6 separate regions of the Mus musculus genome follow, and all the other regions are linked to region 3. A link is a contact called in public Hi-C, HiChIP or PLAC-seq and promoter capture Hi-C data. All regions are on one chromosome and are shown on one strand. The core of a region is the stretch at or near the end of the contact, and the rest is flanking DNA. Distances in the headings are between cores, read along the strand shown. Region 1 holds the start of Ccl3 (chemokine (C-C motif) ligand 3). Region 2 has its middle 22 kb from the start of Ccl9. Region 3 holds the start of Synrg (synergin, gamma). Region 4 has its middle 19 kb from the start of Ccl3. Region 5 holds the start of Ccl9 (chemokine (C-C motif) ligand 9). Region 6 overlaps Taf15 (TATA-box binding protein associated factor 15).

Evidence for each region. Promoter capture Hi-C pulls out the DNA fragments that hold promoters and counts their contacts. A called contact is a pair of places that touch in the nucleus more often than the background predicts. HiChIP or PLAC-seq counts read pairs in DNA pulled down with a chosen protein or histone mark.
Region 1: a contact with region 3 is called in a promoter capture Hi-C map of the C10 cell line. The contact joins the promoter of Ccl3 here to the promoter of Synrg in region 3. A contact is called at or near these places in 1 of 39 promoter capture datasets (the C10 cell line), 1 of 15 datasets of contacts at CTCF or cohesin (the NIH/3T3 cell line), 1 of 484 Hi-C or Micro-C datasets (pro-B cells) and 1 of 115 datasets of contacts at active chromatin or transcription factors (memory CD8 T cells).
Region 2: a Hi-C map of the HPC-7 cell line shows a contact between it and region 3, with 5 times the contacts expected there. The contact joins the enhancer-like site here to the promoter of Synrg in region 3. A contact is called at or near these places in 10 of 39 promoter capture datasets (the 3T3-L1 cell line, 3T3-L1-derived adipocytes, the C10 cell line and 6 more), 3 of 484 Hi-C or Micro-C datasets (the HPC-7 cell line, bone marrow-derived macrophages and embryonic fibroblasts), 2 of 115 datasets of contacts at active chromatin or transcription factors (bone marrow-derived macrophages and forebrain) and 1 of 9 other capture datasets (macrophages).
Region 4: an H3K27ac HiChIP or PLAC-seq map of microglia shows a contact between it and region 3, with 5 times the contacts expected there. The contact joins the enhancer-like site here to the promoter of Synrg in region 3. A contact is called at or near these places in 3 of 39 promoter capture datasets (the 3T3-L1 cell line and 3T3-L1-derived adipocytes), 1 of 484 Hi-C or Micro-C datasets (pro-B cells) and 2 of 115 datasets of contacts at active chromatin or transcription factors (memory CD8 T cells and microglia).
Region 5: a promoter capture Hi-C map of the HPC-7 cell line shows a contact between it and region 3. The contact joins the promoter of Ccl9 here to the promoter of Synrg in region 3. A contact is called at or near these places in 4 of 39 promoter capture datasets (the 3T3-L1 cell line, 3T3-L1-derived adipocytes, the HPC-7 cell line and 1 more), 1 of 115 datasets of contacts at active chromatin or transcription factors (acute myeloid leukemia) and 1 of 9 other capture datasets (macrophages).
Region 6: a contact with region 3 is called in a promoter capture Hi-C map of trophoblast stem cells, with 2.5 times the contacts expected there. The contact joins the enhancer-like site here to the promoter of Synrg in region 3. A contact is called at or near these places in 11 of 39 promoter capture datasets (the 3T3-L1 cell line, 3T3-L1-derived adipocytes, the C10 cell line and 7 more), 8 of 484 Hi-C or Micro-C datasets (B cells, conventional dendritic cells, embryonic stem cells and 4 more), 2 of 115 datasets of contacts at active chromatin or transcription factors (embryonic midbrain and large pre-B cells) and 1 of 9 other capture datasets (liver).

The regions. Positions count from the first base shown.
Region 1 is chr11:83,647,070-83,651,495 of GRCm38.p6, forward strand. It overlaps Ccl3 (chemokine (C-C motif) ligand 3), which reads right to left and starts at 2,309. Exons shown (of 3, transcript NM_011337.2): 1 at 2,133-2,309; 2 at 1,500-1,611; 3 at 774-1,274. The coding sequence starts at 2,208. The coding sequence ends at 1,184. It also overlaps a transcript of Ccl4 not described here.
Region 2 is chr11:83,554,747-83,559,124 of GRCm38.p6, forward strand. No RefSeq gene overlaps it. Among named protein-coding and RNA genes, the nearest start is that of Ccl9, 22 kb to the right of the region's middle. Within about 2 kb of position 1,780, at least 28 of the 459 cell types and tissues checked have an H3K27ac peak or open chromatin away from gene starts, as enhancers often do. A contact at or near this core is called in the HPC-7 cell line and bone marrow-derived macrophages, where this site is marked.
Region 3 is chr11:83,962,430-83,966,558 of GRCm38.p6, forward strand. Synrg (synergin, gamma) reads left to right here and starts at 2,002. Exons shown (of 20, transcript NM_194341.2): 1 at 2,002-2,117. The coding sequence starts at 2,047. Ddx52 (DExD box helicase 52) reads left to right here. Exons shown (of 15, transcript NM_030096.2): 15 at 1-659.
Region 4 is chr11:83,628,608-83,632,539 of GRCm38.p6, forward strand. No RefSeq gene overlaps it. Among named protein-coding and RNA genes, the nearest start is that of Ccl3, 19 kb to the right of the region's middle. Within about 2 kb of position 2,209, at least 39 of the 459 cell types and tissues checked have an H3K27ac peak or open chromatin away from gene starts, as enhancers often do. A contact at or near this core is called in memory CD8 T cells and microglia, where this site is marked.
Region 5 is chr11:83,575,841-83,580,329 of GRCm38.p6, forward strand. Ccl9 (chemokine (C-C motif) ligand 9) reads right to left here and starts at 2,796. Exons shown (of 4, transcript NM_011338.2): 1 at 2,549-2,796; 2 at 535-606; 3 at 3-111. The coding sequence starts at 2,624.
Region 6 is chr11:83,494,201-83,498,383 of GRCm38.p6, forward strand. It overlaps Taf15 (TATA-box binding protein associated factor 15), which reads left to right. Exons shown (of 16, transcript NM_027427.3): 8 at 3,062-3,096; 9 at 3,694-3,726. Among named protein-coding and RNA genes, the nearest start is that of Gm32650, 16 kb to the right of the region's middle. Within about 2 kb of position 1,476, at least 11 of the 459 cell types and tissues checked have an H3K27ac peak or open chromatin away from gene starts, as enhancers often do. A contact at or near this core is called in embryonic stem cells and trophoblast stem cells, where this site is marked.

The DNA.
Region 1 (4,426 bases), core at 1,059-3,558, 320 kb before region 3:
AAATTGGCTAGGGTACTTTCAGCAAGACGGCGAGGCCTTGTCATGGCAGAAGCATGTGGACAAAAGCTGCCTGCTAGTGGAAACCAAGAAATAGGTCTTGCTTCCACCACAGAAAGCCCATCCAAATCTCCAAACCCATTAAAGTATGGCTTCATACAATCCATGAGGTTAGAGCCCTTGTGAACCAATCACTTCCCAAAGGCTCCTCCTCTGAACCCTGCTGTACCTGGGACCAATCCTTTGATGCATATGTTTTCAGGGGATGCATGGCATGGTGACATACTCCTTTAATCTCAACATTCAGGAGGCAAAGGCATGCAGACCTCTGAGTTTCAGGCCAGACAAGGCTACATAGCGAGACTGTATCTCAAAACAAAACAAAACACTAATATCAAATGGACAAGGTATAAAAATAACACCAAGTTTAGGGTAATCCTCAAAACTGTTCCTAAGAAAGCTTGATTTGTGGTATGCATAACTAATACTCCATTGGATGATAAAATTATTTAAATGGTGACTTTTTATAGTGAAGGTTCATTATGAGTTGATTCACAAAATAGTCACCATTTTAGGGTTCCAGATCCACATTTCCATTATGAAGTGGAGAAGTCTACTCCATGGGAGTCTCCCCATTCTCCTCTCCCCACCCCTTCCAACACACTCCCAACTTCCATTCACAGCTTCCTATTCTTTGCTGTTATTCCTCTTAACCAGTAAGTCTGACTTTCCAGAAAAATAAAAATAAAATAAAATAAAATAAAACTCAACACCAGTCACTTGTTAAAGGGCATATTTATTACTTCTCTGGTATAAACAAAGCATCTATTGTACATTTGTCAGTTCATGACTTTGTCATCATGTCTACCTAGAATAGCTGTCACCAAACAGTGTGACCAACTGGGAGGGAGATGGGGGTTGAGGAACGTGTCCTGAAGTCTTTCAGAATAAATAGTCACAAATACAAGTATGACAATAAAATAAATTACAAAATTAAATAGTATTAAACCAATAGGATTAAATTAAATAAAATTTCAAGTGAAGAGTCCCTCGATGTGGCTACTTGGCAGCAAACAGCTTATAGGAGATGGAGCTATGCAGGTGGCAGGAATGTTCCGGGGCTCAAGCCCCTGCTCTACACGGGACCCATGGAGGTTTGGGGGGTTCCTCGCTGCCTCCAAGACTCTCAGGCATTCAGTTCCAGGTCAGTGATGTATTCTTGGACCCAGGTCTCTTTGGAGTCAGCGCAGATCTGCCGGTTTCTCTTAGTCAGGAAACTACACAGAGAGAGGTAAGGGTCAAAAAACTTAAATATCCAATGGGAGAGTCTGACTTCCTCTGTGGTTTCTCCATCGCTCCCGTCCTCTCACTGGCACCCTTTAGATGATCCTGTGCTTCCCTTTTTGTGACTGCACCCCCGCCCCCACCCCACGACTGAAAAACCCTCTCTTACACTGTTCCTCACCCCACTTTATCAGGAAAAGCACGAGAACAGAACTTACATGACACCTGGCTGGGAGCAAAGGCTGCTGGTTTCAAAATAGTCAACGATGAATTGGCGTGGAATCTTCCGGCTGTAGGAGAAGCAGCAGGCAGTCGGGGTGTCAGCTCCATCTGTAGGGGAAGAAAGTCATCATTGAACAGGGTAGGACACCTAAAACAACTTAAGAGGCGAGGAAGGTGCTTGGGGTGGGAGTTGGAAGGCTAAGGATCTGAAGGCATTTGGGCATTTGGGACCAGAAATGTCATTGTTTCTGTCTCTGTTCTATCTATATTTTCACTGTGGGCTTTCTCTTTCTCTATGTGTTGCCCTGTGTCTTTCCCACAGCTTTCTCTAATACCAGAAGTCAGCAAAGAAGACACCAGAGCATCACCATAAGACATCCCAGAGGCAGAGCTCCTTAAGAATCCCAGGGCTGGCTAGTAAGTACATGACAACACTATCCTTACTGTGATTTCAAGTTCTGGGTACCTATAAAAGGTTAGACCCTTCCACACCATAGAGAGGAAAATAAAAATCTCAAAGAGAAAGACCAGCTTCTTTTCTCTTGTAGACTCTGAAACCACAGAAAAGACTGCTATGGTCTGCCTTAGACCAGAGACTGGGGACACCTCCTGTAGCAGTGTAGACTCACATGGCGCTGAGAAGACTTGGTTGCAGAGTGTCATGGTACAGAGAAGAACAGCAAGGGCAGTGGTGGAGACCTTCATGATGTTGAGCAGGTGACAGAGGGTGAGCTTGTCAGCAGAACAGAAAAGGGACTGGTACTCGCTGCTGCTTGTATCCTTCTGGTGTCTGAAGCCATATGCCCCTTCTCTTATAGGTAGCCCTAGCAGATGAGGAAATGGAATCCGGGGCTGAGGAGGGAAAATTTTAAGCACAGCAATGGTGTCATGATGGATATTACACAACCCAGGGTCCACAGTGACCACAGGGGCCCAGGATATCTAAGAATAGCATCTCTGAGATATAAGTCTCAGCTCTCAACTCGTGACCTATTCTTTCTTCTTGTGGGGAAGTAGTTTCTCTTATGAGCAGGAGGAGGTAGGACAGTGTCAACCCAGGGCTATTCTTAGCTGGTCCCATCTCATGAGAACCGTTCTGTGAATAAACACTCCAAACCCATTCCTTGCCATGGAACGGAAACTCTCGTTATTTCTCAGCTTCTCTAACCACATGGAAGAATAGCTGTGGATGGTGGCACAACAGCCCCTCCTACCACCACAGTGAGGGACTGAGGAAAAGCATCTCCAGCTCGAGCAATGGGGAAGACGCGGTCACATTTAAGACATTTGTCCAATCATCAGCCGCAAAGTGACTAGGCCACTGGGTTGAACATTAGTTGTGGATCATAAAGATACTTCAAGTGTGGGCGTTAATATGTGAGAAGCCTAAAAATATTTTTTCCATTAAGCTAGAAATAGCCTTTCTAGGAAAGATTTTTGGGGAAACAACCCAAATGTAAAGCCATCTCTAAATATTGAGACAGCTGGTCCATTGTCATTATAACTTGAAACTAAAGAAACAAAACCTTTCACTATGAAAAAATTATAAATTAAATTATAGTATATACATTGGATTGCTTGTTTATGAAGCTCTTAAAATTAAAATGACATAAGTACACTCATAACATTGGTGATAAAAATATCAAGAAACATTGTACAAGTTTTACAAAGTGAAGAATTCTACAAATATCTGGAAATATACAGTTTTTCACACCAAACCCAGGCATTATAAATAAATAATACTGGAATTTTTTTTTAAAAAATCACTAAAAATAAAAACTTTAAAGAATTATTAAAACTTGTGAGATGGGCCTGTGAGTGGTTAATTTTCTTATATTTTGAGATTTTTAAATTTTATTTGGTGAGATATTATCTTCCTGTCCTCTCACATACTCATGTACTCACTTAGTTTAAAGCATTTTCAATATCACTAGTTTAAAAGTAAGCAGTTATCCAGTGTTTTACTTTTAATTGCTTTTAACTTCTGAGACAAGGTCTCACTAGGTAGTCAAAATTATGATCCTTCTGCCTCAGGCTCTGGAGTGCTAGGATTACAAGTGTGTAGCATCATGTTTGAAAGAAGGTGCTTGTGAGTGTGCATGTGTGCATGTGTGTGTGTGTGTGTGTGTGTGTGTGTGTGTGTGTGTGTGTGTGCTTCATGTATGTGAGTGTGTGTGCATGCATGTGCATGTAGAGATGCAAGACTGATGTCAGGAACCATCCGCCGTCGATGTTCCATGTTACTTACTGAATCAGGGTCTCTTAATCAAATCCAGAGCTCACTAATATGGCTGGTCTGCCATATTAGCCCCAATCTTTGCACTCCAAGACTAGAATTGACAGGCAGGCTGTGGTGATGCAATATTATGATTTTAAAAATGTCTCATACATTCTAAGAGACTGGAACTTTTGCTGGGTCTCACACTCAGAATTAATAATGTACCCGAGATCACTTAGGACTTAAGTCTGCTCTCCTACTGTGTACTCAGCCTTTAAGAGAATAATGTAACAATCAGCAGTATTTGCCTTGGGTTTCTCATGTGATCAACTTTTACAACCTAAGCAAAAGCATTGCCATAATCTTAAATTATGTCCTCTTCCATCCCCCTGGACCCAGAACAATGCATGTGAACCATTTGCTGAAAGCAGCAAATATAGATGTTGAAAGAACTCTTCTAAAATGAAAACCCATTTATGGATATTGGCTGATATGCATGATGCTTATAGTACAGTTTGTTGTCTGGGTCAGTTGGAGCCAGTGACTTAATCCAATCCTGTTAAAGATTCCTATAATGTGTCCCTTTCTTTCCCCAGATGATGTTTTCTGTGCTGTTCAATAAATACAAAGCAAGTCTGTGATAGGGACAGTCACACAACTGACGTAGTCACACAACAGTCACCCAAGGGACAGAGGCACACAGAC
Region 2 (4,378 bases), core at 530-3,029, 410 kb before region 3:
AGAATGGATCATTTCGCATTCTTCTACAGGATAACCGCCAGGTGTGCCAGCACCATTTATTGAAAATGTTGTCTTCTTTACACTGGATGGTTTTAGCTCCCTTGTCAAAGATTAAGTGACCATAGGTGTGTGGGTTCATTTCTGAGTCTTTAATTCTATTCCATTGGTCTACCTATCTGTTGCTATACCAGTACCATGCAGGGTTTCTTTTGTTTTGTTTTGTTTTGTTTTTTTGCTTGTTTGTTTGTTTTTTTATCACAATTGCTCTGTAGTACAGCTTTAGGTCAGGCGTGGTGATTCCACCAGAGATTCTTTTATCATTGAGAAAAGTTTTTGCTATCCTAGGTTTTTTGTTATTCCAGATGAATTTGCAAATCTGTCATTAAAATTTTATACAAAATTTTATAAAAGTAGGTCAACGAAACACAGACACACACAGACACACAGACACATGCACAGACACACACACAGACACACAGACACATGCACAGACACACACACAGACACACACACACAGACACACAGACACACACAGACACACAGACACATGCACAGACACACACACATAGACACACACAGACACACAGACACATGCACAGACACACACACACACAGACACACAGACACATGCACAGACACACACACACACAGACACACAGACACATGCACAGACACACACACACAGACACACAGACACACAGACACATGCACAGACACACACACAGACACACACAGACACACAGACACATGCACAGACACACACACACAGACACACAGACACATGCACAGACACACACACACAGACACACACAGACACACAGACACACACAGACACACAGACACATGCACAGACACACACAGACACACAGACACATGCACAGACACACACACAGACACACACAGACACACAGACACATGCACAGACACACACACATACACACACAGACACACAGACACATGCACAGACACACACACAGACACACACAGACACACAGACACACACAGACACACAGACACATGCACAGACACACACACATACACACACAGACACACACACATGCACAGACACACACACAGACACACACAGACACACAGACACACACAGACACACAGACACATGCACAGACACACACACATACACACACAGACACACACACATGCACAGACACACACACAGACACACACAGACACACAGACACACACAGACACACAGACACATGCACAGACACACACACACACACATGCACAGACACACACACAGACACACACAGACACACAGACACACACAGACACACAGACACATGCACAGACACACACACACACACAGACACACACACACACACACAGAGAGAGAGAGAGGCATTACTGCACACCTGCTCACTTCGTTGTACACCTCTGGGCCAGAAATCTAATCCAGGGAGACTGGTGAATCCAACCCTTAATTGGGTCCTACTAACATCACACTTCTTGAAGGGTCTGTCCTATCTGATGGTACAAAGCTGTCCTCTTGCACCCTCAGTCAGTCTCACTGTTTCATGGGTGTGTATGGTCTCTCTGCATGCATCACTGTTTCATGGACGCTGATGCCTATCATCTCTCTATGCATGCAAGGGTAAAATCTATCAGAGCAAGGTTTGATCTCCGCGTGTGTCCTCAGTCTAGGCCAAAACCCTCAGTTCCCCAAAGAGGAGAGAAGTCGGGGGAGAGGAGAGAAGATGCAGGTTCCATAGTTACTGGACATACAGACAACACGTGTTCTGTAACACGTGTTTTCATTTCAGCTTTTAACCACTAGATGGCAATATCCACCTATATTTCCAGGATTAAGTCAGTCCAATTTCCCCCAGGATTGTTAGTCCTAAATTAGCTACAAATCTTTCCCATCCTCCAGGACACAACTTAAAATACTTGTAGTCATACATCTAGGCCCTGACCCCTGGCTTGCAGCCCAAATGCCTCTATGACAGTGACTGCCATGTTCCACCCCCAAGCTTTGTGTAAATTTCACGACAGATGTTTTGTGAGGCCTGCCAGATACCCAGGGCCTTGACTAGAAAGCTGTCAGAATGAAAAGAAACGACTTGTCCAGCTAAGGAAGCCGGGCAGCTGGTTCCGCTGCCTTAAATCGTGCATCAAATGCAATGGATTCACTTCCCTCGTGCATCTAGGAATGGGGGCAGGTTATGCTTTGTCCTTAGAAGAACTGGGAAAATTGCCACTCAAATATCCTGTGCTCTGTGGTGCACAAGAGAAACCCCATGTTTGGGGTACAGAGGTAAAAACTCCTGTGGTAGTCAGGGAGGGTCAAGTTCTGAGTGTGCATTCAGAGCACAGGGCGTGTGCTGTTCATGGCATTAATTCTTTCTCATCAACTTCTCTGCTGTCATAGCCAGTGTGTGAACCACAAAGCATCTTGCCTCTGCCTTCCCTTACCTGGGAGTACTACTGTCTAGGCTGCCTTCGCACATGTGAACCAGTCCTATTCTTCAGAAACCTGCCGCTTTGTTTTGCAGCCCTGCCCCCTGAAACCGAGAGAGGTCGAGTACTTCATGCATCAGTACACATGCATGCTCTACGTCCTCACATCGTTAAAAATCCTCCCTGAGCACAGGGTGGTCCTCGAGCCTGCGATGCTAACACTCTAAAGGCTGAGTGAGGCAGGAGGACCACTGGGCTGTGTAGCAACCGTCTATCTCAAAAACCCAAACTCAAACCAACATCCTCCCTGGGACCCCCATGGGCTCTGGCTCCTGCTTCATTTCATAAAACCATCTTAGTGTTGGTTCTAATGCTGGCCCAACTTCCACAGTCCCATTCTTTTTCCTGCCCTTTTGACTGGGCTCCTGTCAGCACTGCCGTTGAATCTTCACTCGTCAAGGTCACCTCCGAGCTTCCAGTCACTTTCAATGACCATCTCTCTCTTCTTCCATATGTCATGGCAACACCCATGAGAGTCTAAGGTTCTGTGCCTCCCACCACCCCTCCTTTGGCTTCCAGATCACCATACTCTCCTGATACGCTTGTCTCCCTGGCTACTCTGTCCTTGTGCTGTCCCCACTCTCTACCACAGCTCCTGGGTCTTGTACTCATGATACATCCCCTTTCTTCAAAGAGAAAGAAAGAAGAGTCAAGCTGTTCCCTAGCTCCGCAGAACCATGTAGCTCGCTCTCTACTCAACACACTGACGTCATCAGAAAGCCATTTTGAAATTAACACTGTCTAGATGGCTTTCCCCTCATTTCTGTAAATGACACCAACACTCACCTAGTTGCTTAAGCCCGAGTCTTTCTCAGTGCACGTTTCTAGTTGTGCCCCTCAGCCATTTCCCTACTTTGTTCACACTCTTCTATGTCATCTGTGCCCCTCTGGTTCAAGCCACCAGCATCTGTAGCCTGGATTGCTGCAGGGGTCTCCTAACTGGTCTCCAGGGACCTCATCAATCCATCTCTGCATGACGGTCAGTGCTGCTTTAGGGATGTATATCAGGTGATATACTTTTGGTACGGCTTTGATGACGGCTTTCCATCATGCCGGAGATGAGTTACTCTTTACTCTCACTCCCAAGCTCCACCATGCCTGCCTTTGCTCGCCTCAGTGCTCAGGCTGCTGCTTCCCACCATGCCCTACTCACCTCACCAAGTTAATATTCCTGCCCCAGGGCCTTTGCACTGTCTCCAGCTATTACCCTCAACTCATTTAGCCCTTAGGTTAAGGTCATCTCCTCAGGAAGGCCTTTGTTATGAAGTTAGCCAATCACATCCCTGGTTTTTGGGACCTGTTTGCAAGGTTCATTTCCCCAGTTCTAGATTCCAGAGCTTCCACACAATGTCTGTCAGTCTTCAAGGACTGGCACCACAGCTCTCAGTTTCTAACTCGTGGCTCTGGGTGCTGGCTGTGTCTCAGATCATGTGGTGCTGGATGTGAGTTATCTCCTGTCTCCTTCCCCTGGGGACCTCTGAGGGTCCCAGGGAGCAGGGTGTCCTTGCTGGTCAGTCCACAGCCTCCAGTTTCTCCCTTGGTCTTTTTACTCCCCTTTAGGTCATAGGGGCTGATGGCTTCTTCTCTTGCTCTAATCAGGGACCCTTCTTCTGAAGTCCCTGCCCTAGTCTATACCACATCCTGGGAGGGGAGCTTCTTGTCTTAAGTGTGGTCACCAATGTGTTTTTTCGACAGGGTTTGTTTCACCCATGGGAATCTTGTTTTAGTTTTTAAGATGAAGGAAGTGTTTTCTATTTGTTTGTAATGCTCTCTGCAGACTTGTGAGGGTCACAGCATCTCAGTGCTGCTCTTGTGAGGGTCACAGCATCTCAGTGCTGCTCTTGTGTGGGTCACAGCATCTCGGTGATGCTCTTGTGTGGGTCACAGCATCTCAGTGATG
Region 3 (4,129 bases), core at 752-3,251:
CTGTAAGGTTATGATCAGCCTTTCCCTGTCTGACTTCATTCTCCATCATTTAACCATGTTCTTTCCTGTCTCTTTCCACCAAGATGACTGCCTGAAAGCAGATAGCACTCTATCCTATCCTGATGAGGAAGAACATTCCCGTTACACGATACACCTCGTTTCATTGTCTCAGATGCTTATCTTTGCTGAGACTTGATGGGCTTCAGCCACCCTCCACAGAGAACTGTGATCATTTGGACCAAGGCAGTGCACAGTATGCAGGTTTTCCTTAATTACCTGCTTTGTACAGTGGAATAAAAAAGGCTTGGTACAAGTTGAAGCACTTAAGACTGGAGCCTAGAATTTCTCAGGGCCTGTGCTGCCACAGGACTACAACATAAGTGACTGCCAGCAACTGAATTAAGCCTGTTTCCTTTACTCTAGGCAGTTGATACTTTAGTCTAAAATCAGCACAGTAGACCTCCTTTTAAATGTGTATTTGTTTTGAAAAGGGATCTCTGTATCCCAGACTGGCCTGGAACTCACAGCAATCCTCCTGTTTCAGCCCCTTTACTGCTGAGAATACAGACATGAGACTGATATTGAATAGATGGGATAAAGATTTAAAAAAAAAATCAGGCTTCATTTAAATAAACTGCTCTAGAGAATAAAAACTAAAAGTTTGTAATTGTTTTGTTCTTGCAGAGAGTTGAGTCAGTGTATATCCTGAAGTGGGTATACACTTGAAACCATTGCGGCTGCATTTTCATTTTAGACCTTCAGCTTTTCCTGTGTTTTAAGAGTAAAAGTGCCTATCTCTGTGTCTGAAGCTTTGTATGCTAACAGCACCACTCTTTAGCAACTAACGGCAGTGATGAAGTATAGAAACGATTATGTGGTATGGGGCTGTGATCTCAAAGCATCCTAACAAGACTCTTAACACAGGTGGGGAGTGTCCTTGGACGGATGCAGATAGAGATGGTAACAGATCGTGTTGATAATCCCCATTCAGTTATTTTCTCTTTATTTTTTCTGAGCAACCACCCAGTCCATGAAGTAGCTACAAAACTTGTATCAGCTTTTTTTTTAAAAAAAGGGTCAGGAATGGATTTAAACTCCTATACATATCAGTAAGGACTCTCCTATATAAATGCTAGCTTTGACCAGGGAAGAGGAAAAGTGAAATAGTAAACAAGACCAAACAAGGAAAACAGATCTCACAAATAGTGGGCGTGGTCCTAGTTAAAGGACCAAGGACTTTGAGGACATATTGGTGTGGACACACTGCAGCTCCAAGATCTGAGCATATTACAAGAACTTCTTTCAAGATTTTTTTTTCTCATTTCTAAAATAGCAGTAATAACTCAGGGACATCAGACTATTAAATGCACATAAAACTGGTCTAGTAAACTAATAACCTATTATAATTGTCTCAGCGAAAGCTGTAAGGCAAGAAGTGGCAGGGACTGGTTGTGATTGATCCATTATCTAAGAGCTTAACAAACTTACTTTCAACACATTTTACTTCCAGGTAGCTTGGTTAGGGTTGGAGGTGTCAAAGTAAAAATACCCTGTGTAGGTTCAGCATGTGCTCACGGTGCCTCACTATGGCAAAACCGACCACATGAGTAGGGCACCTTGGAGGATATCCTCTTCGTGTGTATTGGGTCCATGTATGCTCTAGATTGACTTAAGTAAAAGGTACTGTCAGTGTCTGTAATAGATGCTGAAGAGAGAGTGCCAAGGGAAACAGCTGTAAAGGCCCTCTAGGATCCGACTGCTGTGTAAAGGAACAGCAGAAAAGCACCTGTGTTCCATCATCTGGTTATATCAGGACCTACTGTGTGCATTAGTGCAGATCCGGGTTTGCAAACTAACTACACCAGCCGCAGTGCTGTGTCTCCTGCAGAATGCCACCGGGGCGCGCCGCTCGTGCCCGGGGGCCATGAAGTCACGTGGGCGCGCAGCCCCGCCCCGTCGTCGGCCCCGACTTGGTGGGGCGGTGTCTGCCCCGGAAGTGCCTGTCTTCGGCTGACAGCTGCTGGCGCGGCGGCGGCCCCGAGCAAGATGGCGCTGCGGCCGGGAGCCGGAGCCAGCGGCGCGGCGGGGGCGGGCGCGGGGCCCGGCGGGGCAGGCAGGTGGGTCGGCGGGGCGGGCGGAGTGGGCAGCCATGGTCGGCGGGGTGGGCAGGTGGGGCCGGGCGCAGGGGCGGCGGTTGCGGGGCGCGAGCGTCCTGGGGACCCGCGGGGAGCGCGCTCGGGTGCAGGCGCCACCGCACCTGCCGCGGGGCCTCGAGCGCCCGCGAGTCCCTGCTAGGCTTGCTGGGCTCGAGCTGCTGTCGGAGCGAAGGCTGTGACGGTCTAGTCGCAAAGCTGGAGGAACCGTTTTAAGACTGTACAGTACTGTCTTTCCTCTCATAGAGCGTCCTGTCCAGTCCTTTTTTCTTTTCTTCACATACAAATAGAAAAATCTGAAGACCTTTGAATTAGTAATTGTCTTGAGATAAAGCCCGTTTAGTAGAAAAAAACATTTGTCTGACTCCTTTTAAAATAGACATTTTGAAACAAAGAAAATTCACTGACCAAGAGCAGTATGCTCCTCTTAAAACAAAAGCTTCCAGACTTTATTGAGCTCCTTTTAAAAATAAAAATCTGCTCTTTGTTCTATTTCAGATAATTTTTAGGCTATGCTCCCTGTATCCAGAATGGTAAAGGGGTGTTTGTAACTCAAGTTCATTTTCATTTGACAAAATGTTTGATTCCAGAAAGTCTGCTCCCCTTTCTATCATGACTCAGTTTGTGTTTATTTAATTAGCTGACATATAGCACACACATTCCGAGATAAAATTAGCTTTTATTTTTAAATATCCTAAGTTATCTTTGGAAAGCGAAGTATTTGGGTTTTTTTTTTAATGTATAGTTTAATTTTGGAATCACCTACACTTCAAATGTGTAAAAGATTTTAAAGTAACCGTCTCCTTCAGGTGCATATTGTGAATACACACACACACACTCATTCACGGAAGGAAAAAAAGCAGTCACTTGAATAAAGCAACGGTGTGTGGCCAGGTTTTCTGCTTCCTCTACAGTCTTTGACTTTAAACTTAAAACATTTTCCTTCCTCCTCTGGTTTTGTCACTGTTTCGTTGGGGTCTTTCATTAGTGAGCATTAGAAATTGCTTTTGCCTGCAGAATATATACAGGATGACAATTTCTAAAGTGGCATTCTATTAATCTAATCAAATGTATGAGTAATAATGGGACCAGTCCTAGAAATTTTCAAAGAATTTCATGTTTTAGGCACAAATGTTTTCAAAAAAAAAAAAAAGGAAGACCCCCTGGGCACAGAAAAATTCAGTGTGTTGCTCAGTTTGGTTTGTAGTATTTTAATGCCACTGGTCCAAGGAGCTGCACTGGAGAATGCCTGTAATCCAGCTCTGAGGAGATGTAGGCAGGAAGATCAGGAGCTCAAAGACATGCTCAGCTATCGGGAGAGTTTGATGTTAGCTTGGGTACCCTGAGATCCTGTCTTAGGGGAAAGAGCATGGGCAATAAACTCATGTGCACTCCAACAGGTAGTAAATCCATAGGAGACACAAAGTGATTACAATGGTTGTTGAAGGGTATTTGGTGTTACATTTGTTAGATACTTTTGGGGGCTGAGAAACTGTATACTCAGGAATATTTTGGTTTGGGGAAAGCGATACTAAGAGCTGAAGTTATCTATAAGAAACCTAACAAAGTAGCAGAGTATAACTGAAGAAAAACAGAAGCCAACACTCTTCTTTCGAAGCTTTCAGTGGGAGAAAGAAATTACCAGCTGCAACTGACTCTGAGGGCTGCCTTCTGCCTTGGATACTGTTTCTTAAATACTTTCTTTTAGCTACTTAGTTTCCTTAAAGGCTAGCCAAAGGCAGCCACATGCAAACAACCGCTTTCGCCTCTTGCACTGAATGGACTATCCTAGAGTAAATGCTTGAGACGGATAAATGACAGTATTTGCCTTTAACCAAGTAAAGCAACAGAGTTGAGAACAGTCTGGGTGAGTCTTTAGTGACCCCACTTGTAATCATGTGGAATGACTACACATGTAAATGTGTAAAATGTTGTTTATTTTAGCTCAGGCTAGAGTTGAACAGATAGCCCAGGGC
Region 4 (3,932 bases), core at 959-3,458, 330 kb before region 3:
CACTAAGGAGGCTGTCAACAAAAGAGTCAAGCTGCAGAGACCTGTATAGAGTCAGGCCAGCAGAGGATTGTGGGCAGAGTCAAGGTGGGGCGCTCAATTCTGCTTGCACCCTTCTGGGGCTCCAGCCATGTTCCACAGTCAACTGTTGACGAGGAGGAATTAAAGGCCAAGAATAAATGGAGGAAATGACTTAGTGCTGCCCACTCTAGGGTATGGTGTGGACCACGGACTCAGGATATACAAGAATAACTCGGTTATTCTAGTTGGTGCTGACTGTATGGAAATGGTGGTGGTGGTGAGAAAAGGTGGGACACGAGTGTGACTACAGTAAGAGAGATCTACTGATGAACGCTTCCTCCCACAGAGCCAAACTCTGACCCATGCGGGGCCAGCACCTCTCTGACCACAGAGAGTAATGTGCATGGTGTATTGTGTCATGGGCCGTAGAAGTAACATTTCAACCACACCCTGGAGGTGAAGGATTGTGACATCATGTAGCTTGGATGCTTCTAAGAAAAATCGTGTTAGCCAGTAAAGTGGACATCAGAGATTGACGCACACGATAAAGATGTGATAAGAACAATGAACTCAGCCTGTAATCCCAGTATCTTGGAGGCACAGACAGTAGGACCTCATGGTAGAGCAAGTTTAAGGTCAGCCTGAGCTACAGAGCAAGACTCTTGTCTCAAAACAAGAAAAAAAAGTAATGAGCTCAGCTTTTAAGTAGTTGTTTAACTCATCAAAGCAGTCACAGTTTTTATGAGAGTTTTGACACTGGATTATAATTATGAATCTGCATTAGATATGGGATACAGATTTTTTTGAGAAAGGTCTCTCTGTATACATATATACAACACATGTGCGCATGTACACACAATATAGATATACATATATGCATGTATAGGCACATATACATGTACATCATGTACATGATATATACATGCACATGTACATACACATATACCAGACTGACATTGAACTCACTAGGTAGCACATGCTGGCCGTGAACTTATGGCAGTCCTCTTGCTTCAGCCTCCCAAGTGCTAGGAAAACAGACATGACATAACACACCCTTGGCCACTCACTATATTGCTTCTCCTGTAGCTGTGGCTTCTCTAATTCTTCTATCTCCATGCAAGGCATGGCCTTAGCTTGCACTGTGCTTTTCAAGACTCCATGGCATTAGCCTCCATGGCACACGGCACTGCTGGGAGAGCTGGGGAGAATGTCAGAAGGCTCAGCTCTGTGGGGGGAGTGCTTGGTGTGCAGATCTGCTCTGGTGAGAAGTCATTAGCCACCCAGCCACACAACATCACACCTCCTCACACTGTGGAAACCATTTCCCCAGTGAGCAAGCAGCTGGGCCATTCCTGAAAACTGTCTGAAACCTTGTGGTGACCCAAGGCTCTCCTGGCCCATGCAACGTGGGTGCCAGTAACATGATTAAAAGTCCCTTCTTTGTCTCCTCAGTGTTTCATCTTCCAAAGCCCCAGGGTACCTCTAAAGAGCGGTTATGTCTTAGATCCAGGAAGTATCTTCTTCAGCGAACCTCCTTTTCCTTACACCTCCTCTGCCCCCTGTGAGCCTATCCTTCATTTCTGTGTCTGTCTGTGGCTGGGACCACAATGCCAAAGTATGTACCTGACAGCCTCTAAATAGGGAACCCAGAGGGTTCTAAATTATTTCTGAGAATTCTCCTTTGAGAAAGGATTTAGCAATTCTATTCTGTTCTGGGAGATACAGCATCCTAGTTTCTGGATGGGAAAAGGAGGCCTAACAGGTTTTTGACAAGAAGTAGACTATAGACAAATAGTAACACCTAGGTTCTAGCAGTATGGTAGAACTTGATTTCTGATGGGTTCCAGGTGGCATTTCTCAAGCAGAAACAGAAGTAATTTGATTGGAAAATTAAATTCCTTGTAGAGAGATGTGGAGTCTCAAAGCCAAAAATCAAGAAACATGCAAAGAAAGGAAAATACAGAAATCTAGCCAAAAATGTCCTGGAAAATTTATGCCATTTTCCTTTGTCCTCTATGAGTGCTGTCTGCATGTACTTCTGCCTGTTTCTCAGGGCCAGGGCACAGAGTGGCTAGCTGGCTTTATCTTCTGCATAGCTCCTTAGGTTTTTCCATTGTGTCTCTCACTGCCTGCTGCAGAGAGTCCAGCTACTCCTGCTGTTTCTTAATGACCTCATGGAAGATTCCACAGAGACTGTGAATGGTTATCACATGACCAGGAAGCTGTTGGGGCTGAGAGAGGCTCCTTCCCTAGTACCTGGCTCTCTGTAGTCCTAGGTGCTCAGACCTGGTCTAGGGCCTGCACAGTCCCTGGGCACTGTGACGATAAGGAGTATCATAAGGAAGCTGGCTTTCCAAAGACCTCACAGACTTTTAAAGTAGATACATGAGCCCTAAGACTGGAGAAACTTTGGGGACATAAGGTCAGGCCTTGAAATGTATAGGAAGAGAAGGATGCAGGGCCACAGGAATCCCCTCTGCATGTCCTTAAGGTCCCACCATGCCACCATTTTCTGCAGTTTCTAGGTCAAGAGAAGCTGGCAGGTCTGAGCTGACGCCAGCCAGTACTGGGTCCAGGAATTCATCACTGACCTGGAACTGAACTCTGAGAGGTTCTGGAAGTAGCACGGAAGTGGAAAGTGGAACATCTGTGAGCTCAATGAGGAGGAAATGCTTGTCTCTGCAGTTCTGAAGGACATCTCTTCTGTGGTCCCACCCTAAAGCCCAGCCTACTCTGGGTTTCTTCTGAACTTAATCTTGCTTATGTATCCCATTTTGGTTTTGCACTGTACTTTTATTTTTTAAAATGGTGTTATGTAACAAATGAGTTGTGGATATCTCATGACTTCCTCTTCACCCCCGACCCCCTTTCCCTTCAGCTCTTCTCCAATACCCTCTTCAAATCCATGAGTGTGATTAGCTTTCTTAGGGAGAAATCGAACCACATGTATCAAGCAACAAATACTGGACAGCTTGACTTGTGTTGCCTTTAGCACACTGAAGATATCACAATAAAATGTCAGGGAGTGTCACAACCACAGATTGACAGGGACACTGCAAGAGGACAGGGACATAAGAGAAGAGGTCGAAGCCACAAGGATGGGCAGCACACTACACTAGTATACCAGATGTTTCCCAGAAAGATGGCTTCCTGGGAAATGGAAACTGACACTAGTATTTTATAAATAATCATATTTTATAAATAATTGATTGTAAAATCAATTTTATAATTGCTATGGTCTAGGGCAGCGGGTCTCATCTTGCAGGTTGTGATCTTTTTGAGGGTTGCCTAAGACCATTGGAAAACACTGGTATTTACATTATGATTCATGACAATAGCAAAATTACAGTTATGAAGTAGCAACAAAAATAACTTTATGGTTGGGATCACCACTACATGAGGAACTATATTAAAGGGTCACCATTAGGAAGGTTGAGAACCACTGTTCTAGGGAAACACTCCACTGGTAAAAGTAGTGCATTCTGTGTATGCATCTAAGCTCATCTTCATACACGAACCACTGCTGAACGACAGCTGACGTTTGTTGAGAGCTTGTCAGGTGCTGGGGTCTGTGTTCACACTTGCTCATATGAATGCCAGCCTAGCAAAACTGCCCTTAGCTATCGAGGACTCCCTGTTGGTAGCTGGCCAAGAAATGTGACTACATCCTCTGCTGCTCACCTCTTTGCTTTCTAGAAGAATGTTTTCCACATGTGGTAAGTGAAAATGAAATTTCAGGTGACAAATGAAAATACAGAATGAGTACTCTTTAAGGATAAGTATGTCTCGAGTATATTGAGAATATATAGTACTGCTTTTTTTGTCTAGAAGTTGGATTTTCCTGGGTTTTCCTGTACTATACCTGGCCACCCTCTTTGCAGTGAATACCTCTTATTCAAGCATCTATTTCCTGA
Region 5 (4,489 bases), core at 1,546-4,045, 390 kb before region 3:
ACATGATGCCCGGCCTGGTACACCCACCACTGGTGGGAAAATAACCTATAAATCTTGAACACTGAATCCGTGAGTTATAGGACAGGCAGCAATCTGAAGAGTCTTGAAAGCCTGCAAGAAAACAAGGGGGCACTCAAAGGCCAGGTCATTGCTGGGGTGATGGTCCCATGGGGGCATAAGAAGGCCCCGGGACTCAGGGGAGGCTTCCCCTCACCCTGCACTCATTGTCATCTCTTTCTGCACCTTTGAGTGGGCCTAACGTGGACCACAATCAGGCTGGGAACATGTCCATAGAAGGGAAGCCATGCGCAGTCACCTATAGGTGACTTCTGCCCCAAGGCAGACTCGGTGCATAGAGAAGGCACATCTGTAGGGAATACTAATGGCCCATCCTGATCTTCTTGAAGATTTTTGGACAGCATCCTCAACCACCCTCATGACCTTGTTCTGTTCTGTCATCGGGTAGGGGGATGCTCTGGTGTTGATCTGCAACCACCTGGTGCTTCTCAGTACAAGCTGTAATGAAATATTTACCCATGTGAAACATTTCAATTTCAAGCCCTTGCTGTGCCTTCAGACTGCTCTGGACTTCTTTTGTCTCTGTTGCTGGAAGAGACAGAGGGCAGAGGTTAGCATCATTGTCTTAGCATCTCTACTCACCATCCCCACCCCGATTCTTGCCAAGGCTGAGAAGGCTCTGCTGAGGACCACCATCACACACTTGGAGTCTAGGATCTGCTCTAGACTCATTTATCCCCTTAGGTGACATGAGATTTTTCTGGGATCTTAAAAAACAAAACAAAACAAAAAAACCAAAAACTCTATTGACTTGAAGCACAAACCCCTTTGGTGACACAAAGTCCCTTGAAGTGAAATGAGGCTCCTAATAGTCCACATTTATATAAATGCCTGATTAAAGGACACACTGAAGAAAAAACCATCAGGGATGTTGAGTGACATCCAGCAATGTATCACTTTTTAAAATCCATAATAATCCTTTATCCCAAATATATCGAAGCCCAAAGATTGTTGCTAAAGGATTGGGAATTTGCATTGTGCTAAGACAAGACTACTAATCCCTTATATCATGTCTTCAATGGTTGCATATGAATTATCTGTAGTAGGGTGCACGGCTATTATTTAACAAGTTTGATGTGGTGTGGGTGGCTTCCAAAGTAAATCTTAAGAAGCAGTGCCTGTTCTTGAACGCATGATTACTAATCTGCCTCTTAGTCTTACCCATCACTACTCATGCGGTCTTACATTATTGAAGGCTGTTCCAATTCTCTGTTTCAGTTATCTGGTTTGAAAAGTGAGCAGGGCAATAATATATACAAGGCTTGCTTGTCTTCTAACTTCTTCTTTTTCTACAAGAATGATGCATTTCCATTTGTCCCACCCCTCAGGGATGCCAGAGGAAGAATGAATCAACATCTGGACAGTTGAGCAATAGCTAACTCTACTAACTGTATTTTGTTTTCTGCATATTATGGTATTCTGGCATACTTAAAATCCTGACCACAGGGAGGGGCTAACTGCTTCTTAACCAACTCTCACTGAGCCCAGCACCCAACCTTTATCATTCTCAAACACCATGTTGGTATTTCCCTTGCCCTAACTCTTCCTAAAGCTAGATCCTTAAAGACCATCCATATATACAAAGTCTGCTCGACTTCTTCAGTCTAGGAAATCTTAACTGAACCCTGCATTGTGCCCTTCCTCTTTTCCAGTATCTCCAATAAAGAATCTGACACAAGTTTCTCTATTTCATTACTTATGCCTCCTGGCCTAACTCCAATATTCTCCTTGGCTCTGTGAGACATGATGTATCTCTCCTCCTTAGAAAAGTTGAGGAATACATTCTTTTATTTCACAGGACCTCTCTGTGTTGAGCCCTGGTCACCTCCATAAACTAAAATATCATAGCTTCAGATGAAATGGTGACCTTGGATGAGCCATTGGCCTGACTGGTCCCAATGCCTTAAAAATGATGGTTCTATACTAGCTGACATCTAATAACTCTAGCATCACAGAGTTTTATATTCATTTCTACAAATGTATGCTTTAATTATAGTTATTTCGATCTAACTACAATGTCAGCTAGGATTGGCTAGGAAAAGTTATCAAATAATTCTAGCTATGAAAAAGGAAAACATTTGCTTCTCCAAATGGAAGCAAGCCATTTGTGTACCAGCTTCCAGACCAGACCCTTCCTAATGCTGCAGCCTTTTAATACAGTTCCTCATGTCGTGGTGATCCCCAACCATAAAGTTATTTCATTACTACTTTATAACCGTAATTTTGTTACTGCTATGAATCATAATGTAAATATCTATGTTTTCTGATGGTCTTAGGCAAGCCCTGTGAAGAGGTTGTTTGACTTCCAAAAAGGGTGGCAACCGGTAGTTGAGAACCACTGATCCAGGGGCTATAGCCAGAGGCAGGTCTGTACTAAGTAAATTCCATTGCTCTGTCTGGGATGGAAATTATTAAATGCTGCCCCTTCTGGAACTCCCCCCAAATTTTCAGTTACCACCACAGGACTCACCATGTGTGATCTGGGCCCAGATTCCAAGAGCAGTTGTAAGAATGAGGAAGGAGAGGGCAGTATGAAAAGGCTTCATCTTCTTAGTGGGCAGACCCAGCTGGCCTTCAGACTGCTTGCTGTTCCTGGCCCGGTCTTGCTATTTATACATGTAAGAGGATCAGGAAGTCCCTGGGGTACAGCTCATAATGCCCTCCTTTGACTACATAACACCCAACATGCTAGTTCTAAGAGAGGGAACAGTGTGCAGTGGGAAGTGGAGGGCAAAGGTGACTTGGGGCTTTCCAAAGTTCAAATTGATTCAGAGAGAGTAAATATTTCCAGAAGGATTTCTCCTTTTATAAAATTCATTCACTCCTTTAGCTCTGGCCACAGGGTGGGAGTGAGGGATCCTTCTAGACCCCTGATGAGAGGTTAGCTTGGAGGACGCTGGCTTATGCTCATTGACAGCTGACCGACAGATATAGATTATAAAAGTAAACTTATATGTCTTGCCAGAGATATATAAAATTGTTGTCAACTCCTTCTTTAATTATTTTTCTTTAATTTTTAAAGATTTATTTTATATCCATGTTTTGCCTGCATGTGTGTATGTCTACCACATACATGCAGTGCTGTGCAGGTCAGAAGAGGGTGTTAAATTCCCTGGTACTAGAGTTACAGATGGTTGTGAGCCATCATGTGGATGCTGAGAACTGAAGCCAGCAAGTGTCCTTAACCGCTGAGCCAACTCTCCAGCCCCTTTAGATATTTTTAATATACTTTAACATCAGAGGAAAAAAAATCTTTAGAACGTCTGTCAGAAGAAACATCTAAGGCTGGTTGGGGTGGTGTTCACCACTTGGTGTCAGCACTTGGGAGCCAGAGGCAGGTGTGTGTGTGTGTTTGAGGCCAGTCTGGTCTACACACTCAGTTATCCAATCTCCGTGAGTTTGTGAATGTTTGCTGTTCATTTGTGGTTTTAGTCTGATGTGGTCAAATAGAATAGGAAGAGAGGGCTAAAGAGCCAGCTCACTGGTTTAGAGCACTTGTTGCTTTTTCAGAGGACCCAGGTTCAGTCTTCGTGAGTTTCATTAGCCTCTTTCTATCAAGGGAGGATCCCCTTTCTCCTTGAGTTATGAAGGAGCCCTTTGCTGGCAATACTGTCCTGGGCTGGAGGTTCATGTCTTCCAAAGCTTGAGGAACGCCTCTCCAAGCTCTCTGTTACGCTGATGGACATCTCCTGACACATGACTTAGTGGTTCTCTCTTGATGCTTTTTACACATTTTCTTTGTTTTGAATACTTAGTACTATAACTTTAATTATAATATGACAAGAAGAAGTTCTTTTTGGGTCTTGTCTCTTTGGTGTTCTAAATGACTTCTCTATTTGATTAGATGTTTCTTTGCCTAATTTAGGAAATTTTTTTTGGCTATGATTTCACTGGAAATGTTTTCTGTGCATTTGGAAAGAACTTCACTCTTTTATATCTGTGATTATTAGACTTTATCTTCTCCTCATGTATTAAATAGCCCAAAGTCCAACTCATGCCTTTTCATTAATTCATCTTTTTCCTTGACACTTTCTGCTCCCAGTGCCTTGTCTTCAAGCTCAGATATGCTGTCCTTTTCTTGACTGATTCTACTGGTAAGGCTTTCTGCAGAATTTTTAATTTGACTTAATTGTATTTTGGATCTCCAGTAGTTTGCTATGGTCCCCTCCCCCAATGGTTCTATACCCTATTTACTTCCTCCTACTTCCTCTTCCTTCCTTCCTTCCTTCCTTCCTTTCTTTCTTTCTTTCTTTTTTCTTTCTTTCTTTCTTTCTTTCTTTCTTTCTTTCTTTCTTTCTTTCTTTCTCTCTCTCTTTCTCTCTTTCTTTCTTTCTTTTTTTCTTTCTTTCTTTCTTTCTTTCTTTCTTTCTTTCTTTCTTTCTTTCTTTCTTTCTTTTTAGATTTGTATTTA
Region 6 (4,183 bases), core at 226-2,725, 470 kb before region 3:
CTATGTTTATACTTATACTTACCCTTTGAATAGTAAGGGTATAGGACTGAGTTTTGTAAAAAAGGAAACTCAGCCTTAATGTTATATATCCTTTTAGAGGATGCATCTTTTAAAAAATACTTTTACTTATGTGTATTTATTTTTTTGTAAATATTTGCCATGTGGTGGTGCCCACAGACAGAATAGAGTATTGGATCCTTTGGAGCTAGAATTGTAGGCAGTTTTATTGCAACCACTGAGCATGGGTGCTGGGAAACTGAACTTGGATCTTCTGAACGAGCAGCAAGATAACCATTGAGTCATCTCTATCTTTTTTTTTTTCCTTTTAAACAGTTAACCCCAGCACTTGGGAGGCAGAGGCAGAGGCAGGTGGGTTTCTGAGTTCGAGGCTAGCCTGGTCTATAGAGTGAGTTCCAGGACAGCCAGGGCTACACAGAGAAACCCTGTCTTGAAGAAAAAAAAAGAATGGAAATGAGTCTCCCTTACACATAACACTGTATATTTTTCTTTATTGTGGGCCAGATCAGCTGTTTTTTGGACAATATAGCAATTAGGGTGTAAACCCCCCCCCCCCCCCGACACACACACACACACACACACACACACACACACACAACCCCCCCCCCGACACACACACACACACACACACACACACACACACACACACACACACACGGTTTCTCTGTGTAGCCCTGGCTGGACAATATAGCAATTAGGGTGTAACCCCCCCCCCCCCGACACACACACACACACACACACACACACACACACACACACACACACACACACACCACACACACACACACACACACACACACACACACCCACACCCACACCCACACCCACACCCATGCATGCATGCACCATATACAAGGAAAAAAGTTTTAAGAAATGTGGGCTTGATATTTTAATTCTTGTCTGTCACTGGGGTTCTAAGGTTCATTTTTGAAGGAACCTTGGTTTCTAATACAATTTTCAAGGGGCTTGGAAAATAGACCATTTAAGCAAGCATGAGACCCCAGTACTGAAAAAGAAGGGGAACATTTTATTTTCAACAATTTAACCTCTGCTTGTTTATGACAAATGTACTTTAGAGGAGGAAGCAAAAGCGTTGTGGTAAACTTTATTTGGGGGTTTCTACCCCACCTTAATCATTTAGTTCCAAATAAAAAAGACACAAAACCTTTATGTTTATAATAAGCCTTAAAGCATTAGAACTGGGCAGATATCAACCCTCTGCTCTTTTGTCTACTTTCCTATCAGTAAACACCCCCCCTCTCCAAATACCATTTGCAATGTTACACCTGGGCCACTCCTACCGCCAACAGGTGGGCCTTCATGGCTATGCACTCAAGTTATACTTACCCCATGGCGCTTTCTGCCTTCTTTCTGCTCACTCCTAGTGGACTCTGTCTCAGACCCCAAGCCCAGGAACCTAAGCTTACTACTACCTCTTTTCTGCCCAGCTACAGGCTGTAGGCATCATTATTCAACAAGTAGTTTTAAAGAGCAAGATTTGCATAACAAAAGCTGGTATACTTGAGAATTCACTTGTCTTGAGGCAATGACCTTGGGATAGAGAATTTAGCAGTATCTTACGTGGCAAAAGGCCAAACCTCAACACAAAAGGATCAGGAACTCAAGTTCATCTTTATCTAGGTAGCAAATTCAGGACCATCCTTATCCTGTCTCAAGAAACTAAAACCAAAATAGTAATGAGTAGCTTCTCTTTCTTAAAGAGGTAGCAGTGATAGACCTTTCAGTTAAAGTACAGGGAAAGTTTAGGTACTGTGCTAAAACAGTAATTTTAAATACAAAGCTGTATTTATGAAGGACTTCAGTTTAGTATGGTCTACATAGCCTTGAATGAACCTTATTCTCCTGCTAGAAAGAAGGGTTTTCTGGGACTTATACAATTTAAAAGCAAATTAAAACACTTGTGTCTGTCCTAAGTTGATTGCAAAGCAAAATGTTTTTATGGTAGTGTAATTAAAAAGAGAAAGCTTTCTTATTTAGTTAGTTTTAATTGGACAATTCAGAAAAGCCATCTAGAGTTGGGTAGTCCCTAGAGCAGAGGTTTGTAAGCAGATAATAAATAGGTTAGCTGCTAGGATCATGATAGATGAGCAGCAACTCAGATATAATCTGAAACTGTTAGTTCCTTATCAGCACTTGTGTTATAGAAGGTTTTCACTTGAGAATTTTGGGGTCTTTTTTTGTTTGTTTGTTTGGTTGGTTGGTTGGTTGGTTTTTTGTTTTAATTACTTGGTTAGCATGAGCTGCTTAGATTTGTTACATAAAACCTTATGTGTACAAGGATCATTGACTTAACTGACAGTATAAATTTGTCAAAGTCATTCTGTGGCTTTGCATCTTTCACATATTTTGTTGGTTTGGTCTTTAGACCATTTGGCAGCTTGAACCTCTGCTGTGATAGGAAAAGATCTCATATTAAAGTGGATCATGGAGAGAAGTTTTGAGTTTAGCTTTTTTTTTAGTCCTCACTTTTTATCAGTCTTAAGTTTAAAGTTTTAAGACTATCTTTATTCAGACTCATTTTTTAAAAAAGTTTATCCCTTTAAAAATTAATAAAATCCATAATTTAATATCACAGCAGAATCTGTCTTCAAGTTTTTACCTTTTCTGTTCTGCTATCAAAGTCTAACTTTACTTTTTATTCCTCTAGTCTTTTAGTTTTTTCTTTCTTATATTTAAAAATAGTCCTAATACTCTAATTTCATATTTTTCATGCTGTGCCTGCAGCTTTAAGTTATGGTTTGAGTAGTAATCTTTTGGCTTGGGGTTGGGAAGATGAATTTTTTTTAACATAAAAAGTAATATTAGATGTGTTATAAATGTGAGAAGACAGCTTGTGGAAATAAATCCTTGGGAAAGCACTTAGATTGAATCATTGAACTCTGAAATGGATTTACTGGAAAGTTGGTGCTACTATTTTTCTAGGCACTCTACTTGTGACAGTTAAGTGTAGATTGAGCCCAGGGCTCAGCACATTAGAGACTTACTTAAGGAAGAAATCATTTCTTCAATTTTTCCTCTGCAGTGGTGGTGACCGCGGTGGCTTCAAAAATTTTGGTGGTAAGTGCTGAGTATCCCAAAATGTTTCAGTGGAAATGCTATATAAATCTAAAAGCCACCAATATCCCGCAGATGCAGTCTAAGCCCTTCTTACTCTGTTGAGGCTCGTGTGTTGTGTGCATTACAAAGTACTCTCTGTATACACTCTTATATCCAAGTACATATTAAAAGCCAAATCTGATCTCAAGTAGTCCAATGCGTTCTCTACACAGTGTATTGCATGAAAGAGTCTGTGACCGATGAATGAGGAATTCACTGGGTTTTGACAATAGGGTTTTTTTTCCTTTTATAAAGGTAGCTGACGTGGTGTTTTAAATTATTAGGGGTTTCCAATCAGCCTTACAACAGTGCTTGACAGAAGTGATACTAGAATAATAACAAAAGTGGGTGCTGTCTTGGACAAGGCTAAAGAAATGTTGGCATTCGTCTTGATTTCCTAAACTTTAAATAATAAACATTTATGTAGTTATTTTTAAACCTGTGATGGTTGACTTTCAAGGATATTAAGTTCTGACTTTACATGCTTTGGTTATTACCGTTTCCTTTTTAATTTCAAATAAGTTGTCTTAGACAGCCTTTCCTTTTCTTCTCCCATAGGTCACAGGGATTATGGACCCAGACCAGATGCTGGTAAGATTCTTGATAGTTTGGTTTCCTACCTCTGGAAGAGGAATTAATGTGTTTGGAGGGAGGTTTAATTTAATTTAATTTAATTTAATTTAATTTAATGGTGCTGCCAGATCTGGGGAATTTGACTTAAAATAATAATTTAGTGATCTGATTAGAAAGCTTGCTGGAGAAACTGCTGTGTTTGTGCTTTGTTGCTTGAAGAAACATTCAAATTTGTTCTGCTAATAAGCATTAATGCAGTCTAAAGAGAAATTTGTTATCTTAGCAATGTAGAGGTAAAAAGCTGTTTAAATCTTTCATTGAATTAGTTTTAATGGGCATAAGAAAGTTGTTCATGTACAAGGGAATTGTCTTTCTCCGGGTAGAAGTTACTAATTTTATGTAGCGTTTCATTTTTAGATGAATTAAAGGCTATAGACTTGCTTTTGGAGCCTTTTGAAAGTTAGGATTTAGAGGT